Linked DNA regions of Mus musculus: region 1 is linked to region 2. Evidence: chromatin contacts called from public promoter capture Hi-C data. All regions are on one chromosome and are shown on one strand. The core of a region is the stretch at or near the end of the contact, and the rest is flanking DNA. Distances in the headings are between cores, read along the strand shown.

Region 1 (4,123 bases), core at 1,044-3,543, 200 kb after region 2:
ACACATATCAGTTACATACACAGGCTTCATTGAGAACAAAGGTGATTTCTAATTCAACTGGACTGAGTCTCAGGAACATGTCTTTTCCTAGGTAAAGTTGCTTGAGGTCATGAGATACCAAGTGTCACATTACTTAGACATCTGTGGGGTCAAAGGCACAATTATAATGCCCTAGTTGGCCTCGCTCTCAGTGTTAGAATTTCATGGCCTAAAACAGATTTCCACAAGCAAATGGAAGTGGCTGGTTTTATAGACAGGAAAAAGTTTGGACACAGCAGATACAATCATCAAATGTAGACTGGCTGATTTGATCACTTTTCCTGAAGACTGGGAATGAAAGACCCCCCAGGTGGGCAGTCAATCAATCTGAGGAGACCCTCCCAAGGATCAGCGAGTCCACGATTCGGATGTAAACAGCAAGAGGCTTTATTGGGAACACGGGTACCCGGGCGACTCAGTCTATCGGAGGACTGGCGCGCCGAGTGTGGAGTTTTTACCCTTTTTATAGGGCTAGGGCTGGGGAGCAAAAAGCGCGGTTACAGAAGCGAGAAGCGAGCTGGTTGGTTAGTTCGAATAAGGTTTGGGGTACTTCCCGGTCATTTGGGGAAACTGAGGTGGGACTTTTTAGATCTAAACAATGTCTATTTTCTAGAAATGGGTAGGGGAGGGGTACAAGGAAAGAGTCTAATGAAGGTTCAGCAATGGGCACATATCTGGTCAGAACATTGGCAGACACACAGGTTCAAGGAGTGACCAGAGCACTGTGCACCTCTATTTTTCTAAATCAGTGAAGCTAGTTCTGCTAACACTGACGTCTATCGGGGCTTCTGTGTCTGTTGCTGGTTCCGCTTTATCTGAGAACCATCTGTTCTTGGCCCTGAGCCGGGGCCCAGGTGCTTGACCACCGATATCCTGTTCGGCCCCTGTCCCAGTGCTATTCAGCCTTGATCTTTAACTGTTAATCTATAACTGAACTTCCTTGTAACTTTTGAGAACCCAGCTCTGGTACTTTTTCATGCCTTGCAAAATGGCGTTACTGCAGCTAGCTTGCTAAGCCTTATGGTGGGGTCTTTCAGGACGAGGAGACAAAATAAAATAATATAATAACAAAGTCTACCAACTAGTTTTTATCTGATTACATCAAGTTACTTGCTCTGTGTGTAAGAATAAATGCAAATGGAATTTATTGCCATGTCACTTGAAACTGACCTCTTTGGGAAATTCAACTATTACCTCTGTAATTCTGTTTGCTCAGAAATTCAGATAAATTAGTTTTAACTTGGCCAAGTAAAAACTTCAGTGCAGGAGGTCAGTAAGTTAGCTCAGTCGGCAAAGGAGCTTATCACTGAAGGTGACAACCTGAGTTTGATCCCTGGGACATCCATGAACGAGAGAACTGAGTCCAGAAAATTGTTCCCTGACCTCCACATGTGTCATGGCATGTACACACTACAAATAAATGTGTGACTTTCCCCAAAACTTTACTGTAGGCTGGTGAGATAGCTTACTCATCAGGCGCATACAAAGCCCTGGGTTTGATCCCCACCACCACACAATACTGGGCTTGGGGACCTCAGTCTAGAGCTGAGCACTGATGAGGTAGAAACAGGAGGATCAGAAAGTCAAAGTGGTCCTTGGCCACATTGTGAGTTCAAGGCCAGCCTGGACCACCAGAGATCCTCTCAAACACACACACACACACACACACACACACACACACACACGTAAATAAATACATTTAAAATGAATTTTTAAAGTGACCACAGAAATTCCAAATCATTTCTGTGACATCCCTTGGGGAGTTGTTGTAATCACTGAGAGATTTTTTTGTTTTTTTGTTTTTGTTTTTGTTTTTGTTTTTTTTTGTCTGTTTGGTTGGTTTTTTGTTTTTTTTCGAGACAGGGTTTCTCTGTGTAGCCCTGGCTGTCCTGGAACTCACTCTGTAGACCAGGCTGGCCTCGAACTCAGAAGTCGGCTTGCCTCTGCCTCCCAGGTGCTGGGATTAAAGGTGTGCGCCACCACGCCCGGCTGTCCAGGGTCCTTAAGATGAGAAAGGAACACAGGGAATTCAATTCCACTTCCGGCTCTAGTCTGCACTCCTGTCTAGTCTAGAACTGTAAACCTGGACCGGGTACTATTGCAACCACTCTCGAAAGGGCATTGCTTTATATTTTCTCCACGTTTATTGTTGTTTTGTTTTTGTTTAATTCTCAAGTTGCTTACGATGTTACTCAGCTGTGAAACAAAATTGACTCAGATGTGAGCAGACTGTGGTATGTGAAGCTGGGTATAAAGTGCGGCTCACTCACCAGGCACATCCCACTGTTGGGTGGCAACTCATTTCTAACAGGATGAGCCTGGCCAAGAGACTGGTGGGTGTGGTGGTGTGTACCTTTAATTCCAGCACTCGGGAGATAGATCTCTGAGTTCAAGGTCGGCCTGGTTTATTTACATAGTGTTCCAGACTTAAAAAAAAAAAATCTGTGTTCTCTCCAGACCAGAGAATGATCTATAACATCCACACCCATAGTTTTAGTTTTGAATGAGCTTATATATAGTATATAGCAAGTCAAAATAAAAGAATAGTAGCCAAAAAGAAGGAGGAGGAGGAGGAGGAGGAGGAGGAGGAAGAGGAGGAGGAGGAGAAATGGCCAGTGAGAGGTAAAGAAAAATACTTTTTGAGGATGAAAACATCCAGCAGCTATCTGCAGGGGAAGTCCCACTGAGACAAGCAGCCGGAGTTCTCAACAGACTGAGAGAGAGCAGAGCATCCCTTCGGATAAGGCTCTACAGCACAGAACAAGAAAGAGCAGAAAGGCAGAATCATCAAATCCAGGGGCTTGCAAACAGTCACCAGAAACTGAGGAGGCCTGATTAGGGCAGCCTGCTGGACATCCTTCCACCCTGAGAGTCCTAGGCACAGCCAAGTGGGTGAGGCTTCCAGGTGAAATAAAACAACAAAGACATAAGCCATTGACTAAGGCATTCTCAGAATCCAGCAGTAAACCAGTGGCAAACTCGGTATGGCCAGCTCGAGATCAGGATTGGGCTTTCTCACCCTGGAGGAACAGCCTAAGGCTGCGCATCTAGCTTCTCTCCCCCATGGGTACTTATATAGCATGGGAGAAAGAATAGCAATAGCTGGAAATGATCTACCGCTCTGTGTTTGCCTTTCAAAAGTATTTTAAATTATGTTCGTGTTGGGAGGTGGTATGTACATGTGTAGAGCAGGTGCCCTTGGCGTCCAGAAGAGGGTGTCAGGTCCCCTGCAGCTGCACTTACAGGCTGTTGTAAGCTGCCCTGCATGGGTGCTCAGCAATAGCAATCCAGGAAAGCAGTTCTCATCCTCCCTAACGCTGCAACCCTTTGATTCAGTTCCTCGTGTGAAACAGTTTCTGCTGCTACTTCATATCTGTAATTTTGCTAGTTATAAATCAAAACGTAAATATCTGACATGCAGGATATCTGATATGAAGCCCTTGGTCATTCATCCCCAAAGAGATCACGACCTCACAGGTTGAGGACCACTGAGCTAAGCCATAACTCCAGCCTGGCTTTTCTTGATGTTTTTAAAGACACAGTGTTTTTACTGGGGCTGTTTTGCCGTTCTCTTTCCTCCCTAACACTGAGTTAGAGGGACCAGCCCATTCCCAGGCATGTGGCCTTGGAGGACACTTTGAGACAAGTGTGCATGTGTCTGAAATGAGGTGGGGACAATTCTGCTTCTGAAGCCAGCTTCTCAATGAGCTCAAACAGCATGTGACAATGTAGCATCGGAACGTTCTCTATTGCCTGCATGCTGAGCCGTCGACAAGAACACACCACCATTTTCAACCGCTTGCTTCCAGTAGTATCTCTCTCTTTGAAACTGTTGACCATTCAGTGGATTCACTCCACAGACTAAAACCACTATTTTCTAGCTCAAGAAAGAAATTTCATTTTAAAATATATTTTATTGTGGTTATGTGTATGTGTTATTGGGGGTGGAGTGAGAGAGTGTACTGTGGCACCCTTACAGAGATCAGCGATAACTTATGAAAGGCATGTGACGATTAAGAATGACTTTTGAGAGTTGACTCTCTTTCTAACACAGACTCTGAGGATGGTGTTCCAGGTCATCAGG
Region 2 (4,070 bases), core at 706-3,205:
CAGGCACAAAACCTGGCTTTCTTCTGGGAACAGAGTGACTGCCTATCCAGTGGACTGAAGCCACTGCAAGTTTAGAGATAACAACTGTTCACATTTGCAATAGTCAGTTATCTGCAAAGTACAAAGTTGAAAAAATGGCCCAGGCAGAGACAAAAGGCCACATCTCAGACCCATATTATTTCTGGTTTTCATTCTTTACCCCCCCACCACCACCACAAGGATACTTTATAGATATTTTTATCAAGTCCAAATTCAACATGCAAATGAGATTTTATCAGGGAAGAGATGAACTTTGGAGGGCCACACGCCATTGTAACAGCTAAATATTGTTTTCTACCCAAGATCCAATCTTTGTCTCCTTTGGGTAATTATGAATTCCATGACTTAGAAGACAGAGGATTTCCAGATAACCCCAACATTTGATTGAAAAGGTATCTTAGTTGTCAGAACAAATTATCCCCAAAATACTATAGCTTGCTGTGTGTGTATGCATGTATGTAAAGTGTATATGTGTGTATATGTGTATATGTGTGTATGTATGTGTATGTATGTGTGTATGTGTGTGTATGTGTATTTGTGTGTATGTGTATGTATGTATGTGTGTATGTATGTGTATGTTTGTGTATGTGTGTATGTGTATATGTGTGTGTATATGCGTTTTTGTGTATATATATATAAAATCAGTAAACCAGAGCTTGCAGGTAGAATCCACCCAACTTTGCAAACTCCTTTTGATGGGAACACAGCCACAGATCCTCTTCCCTATGTCAAGTTTTATTCCACAAGAGCAAAGCTGTGTGCAAAGATCCCAGAAGCCTCAGCAGTCCCAAAGCCACAAATATTCACTAATTTTCTCTTACTGAAAAAGGTTTACTGACTTCTCTCTCGATTAGGCTAGACAAACAACAGTAGGCGTTGTTTAGAGGTTAGTGGGTATGAATTCTTTTGTTTTTTAAGCGTGGCGTACATGTTTCTTACAAATGTCCTACTTTGACGAGGTGAACCCTTTCAAGCTCTTTATTGTCACATATCAGTCACCTACAAAACACTTGTGAGAGATGTTTACAGAGCAGCTCGGCCCCTCCACAAAGCTTCAAATCTGAGTTGCTGAGATAAAGCCACTCACATTTGCTGAACAGAGTTTTCAAATTCTTTTCCTGAAGTGAGCTAAAAATAGTTGCTAGAGATAGGAAGAGACAGGCAGGGTGATAATTTTAGTGACTATGTGCCAGGACTGTGTAAAAATTTAACCTAGGTTTTAGCCTTACGAATGTTAAGGTTAAATCGAATTTAATAATTTACCATGATTAACCATTTGCTTTAATCATTAGAGAGACAAATTTCAAGAAGAGAATGTGCTTGCTCATCACTTCTATATAGAAGAAAGGGTGATCTCTTCATTCAGCTTTATACTCACTGGGGGGTCATAAGACTTAGTTACATTTAAAGTCCCCATGAGGTATCTTTCAGATGTAATATCTCAGCACTAAAGCTACCCTAATTCTCACACAATTCTAATGCTTTCCTAAATTTCAAGATTGATCAAGCAACTCCAGATACTGTGGGTGATCTCTGCTCCCAAGAAATGTCCTTTAGAAACGACCTCATCCTGAAAACTCTAAACTTGCAATGCCTTCTCCCCTCAAAGACTGTCCCTTACAATAGAGGATTCTAGGATATTTTTAAACTATCGAGCTTCAGAAATTTTTTTTTCTCACTGCTTAACTCCATAACATAATCCAAAATATTTACAGGTTTAGAATTGTTACCTATTTGTGACATAATAGATAAGTAAGTGAATTTAGGGTATTAAAGTTAGTTGTTTTTTTGTTTTTTGACTCAAACTCTCCAGGAAATAACTCTCAGACAATTAATATTCAATCCAGAACAATTCAACAGCCTCTCAGGGACCTCATCTATCAGCCCTTCCCAACCATATTGTTGTGACAACTCTAATGTAATCAAGGACAAGGTGTGTCTTTGTCACTGATAAAGGATAAAGAATCATAACTGCAAGTTTATTACCTGCCCCCCCTTCAGAAAATAGGTCTACCTTCAAGGTGATCTCTCTGGTAACCACTTTCACTGTCTTGTCTTCACATACACACCCCTAGGTAGCTATCAGGAAGAGTTGAAAGCAAGGACTGTGGACATGTCCCTAGGAGATACCTGGCAGGTGAACAGTGTCGGCCAATTGGAAAACTCAAAGAGAAAGGAGAAAGAAAGAAGGGAAAGGGGGGAGGGGCAGAAGGATGGAGGGAACAGCTATAAGATCTGGGGAGTAGAAAGGAAAGAAGGAAGTGCCAATCACAAGTGAGAAGAGGGCAGGTGGAAGGAAAACCAAGTGAGGGCAGGTGGGCAGTCAGCTGTGCTGGGAAGTATTAGCCCCATAGTTGTGAGGCAATTGCATGTACTGCACCTGGCCGTGATACCAGTCCTGAGGACGATTTAGAAACAAGGAAACGGTTGGAACGTTTGTAGACCCTTCCTTCTGGAAATACATGCTGGCTGGAGAGGACACTGCCTAAAGCCAGGCCCTTTAAAGACTGGAAACATCTAACAGTGGATGGAGATTCTAAACAGTGAAAAAAATCAGGCAAAGGAAAACATTAAGAAGCAAGCTTGTGTTCTCCAAAAGGCAGGAAGGGACAGGATCGTGAACAAGGCTGGTCTTGAAGAGAGGAGGCACACCTCTTCTTCGTAATCTAGAGAGGAGATAAGAGGAGAGGCACTTCTTGTTCAGTTTGTTCCCAGCTTTTAGATCTGTAGGAGGGCACAGTACAGGGTAGGATATGGGCTATGGTAGAAGGTGGGAAAGGAGAATGAATAAAAAGGTTGAAATTAAGATGGAAGGAATGTCAACAATAAAAGCAAAGGGGGTCCTAGCACTACCTTAGGGAATGTGAACATTTTCCAGAAGAACCAGAGACATACAGACAGCTGAGGGCAGAGACATACAGACAGCTGAGGGCAGAGACATACAGACAGCTGAGGGCAGAGACAGACAGACAGCTGAGGGCACAGTCACAGGCAGTGGAAGCAAACTGCATTGTCACAGAAGGTGTGTGTGACGATTTCAAAGGCAGACTAACTGGAAGAATGATGGAGCTTATCCACACGCAGATCAGAAACTACAAAAAGAATAAAGACAGACTAGTATCTAGTGGATTTGGCTACAAGGACTATGTCATTAAAAGTCAAGAACGTTTCCTACAAACATAGACTAAATCAGGCTTCATCGGCTGGCAGCAAGTCATGAAGACAGCTATGGAAAGGTGAATGTTTTCAAACGTGTTAGAAGCAAGGGGTTAAGGATGTAGCTTAGTTGGTAGAGTACTTGACCAGAATACAAGACATCATGAATTCAATCCTCAGCACTGAATAAACAGCATACAGTCACACACACACACACACACACACACACACGCACACCTGCATGCCAGTTAATTTTAATATGCCTTGTCTAGCTCAAAGGCTGGAGAGTTCTAATCGTCCACCTGGCTAGTATACATTTCCCTCCAGTACTCCTACCTAGCTCAACACCTTCTAAAGCTATGTTTTATCTTTGCTGCCCTATTTCCTTCTGGGCAGCCCCTCCCATAGGCCGGCTTTCCCTTTCCACCTGCATTTTGCGATGAATTTTCTTCTGCAGCTCTAAATCCGATCTGTCTCCCTCCAAGGCATAGCAATCTTTATCTCCCTCTTTCCTTTTTTCCAGTTCCTAGCCCAAACAAATCTAAAAGTTCTGCTTTTCTCTCTACCCAGCCATTGGCCATTGGCTCTTTATTGATCGATCAAAAGCCAATTGGGGACAAGGACCTTCAGCACTTGGAAACGCAGATTCCCAATTTCGGGGAACCAAATTAATTCAAAGCATTAGAACCAGTCCCCAACACAGAAGAATCAGCCACTCGGGGCCTTCCCCAGTTATTTGGTGAGTCCAAGGCCAACCTTGTCTCAAAAAGTAAAAGAGAAAACTACAGAGAAGAAGAAGAAGAAGAAGAAGAAGAAGAAGAAGAAGAAGAAGAAGAAGAAGAAGAAGAAAAGCAAACAAACAAACAAAAAGGTAT

Evidence for each region. Promoter capture Hi-C pulls out the DNA fragments that hold promoters and counts their contacts.
Region 1: a promoter capture Hi-C map of liver shows a contact between it and region 2, with 7 times the contacts expected there. The contact joins two enhancer-like sites. A contact is called at or near these places in 4 of 39 promoter capture datasets (the 3T3-L1 cell line, embryonic stem cells and liver), 4 of 484 Hi-C or Micro-C datasets (bone marrow-derived macrophages and liver), 4 of 115 datasets of contacts at active chromatin or transcription factors (embryonic stem cells and liver) and 1 of 9 other capture datasets (adipose tissue).

Annotation. Positions count from the first base shown.
Region 1 is chr1:151,326,523-151,330,645 of GRCm38.p6, forward strand. It overlaps the pseudogene Gm10138. Among named protein-coding and RNA genes, the nearest start is that of Ivns1abp, 16 kb to the right of the region's middle. Within about 2 kb of position 2,294, at least 18 of the 459 cell types and tissues checked have an H3K27ac peak or open chromatin away from gene starts, as enhancers often do. A contact at or near this core is called in liver, where this site is marked.
Region 2 is chr1:151,129,081-151,133,150 of GRCm38.p6, forward strand. The region is part of intron 1 of Gm36139 (a long non-coding RNA gene); the gene reads right to left. Among named protein-coding and RNA genes, the nearest start is that of C730036E19Rik, 6.9 kb to the right of the region's middle. Within about 2 kb of position 1,956, at least 23 of the 459 cell types and tissues checked have an H3K27ac peak or open chromatin away from gene starts, as enhancers often do. A contact at or near this core is called in liver, where this site is marked.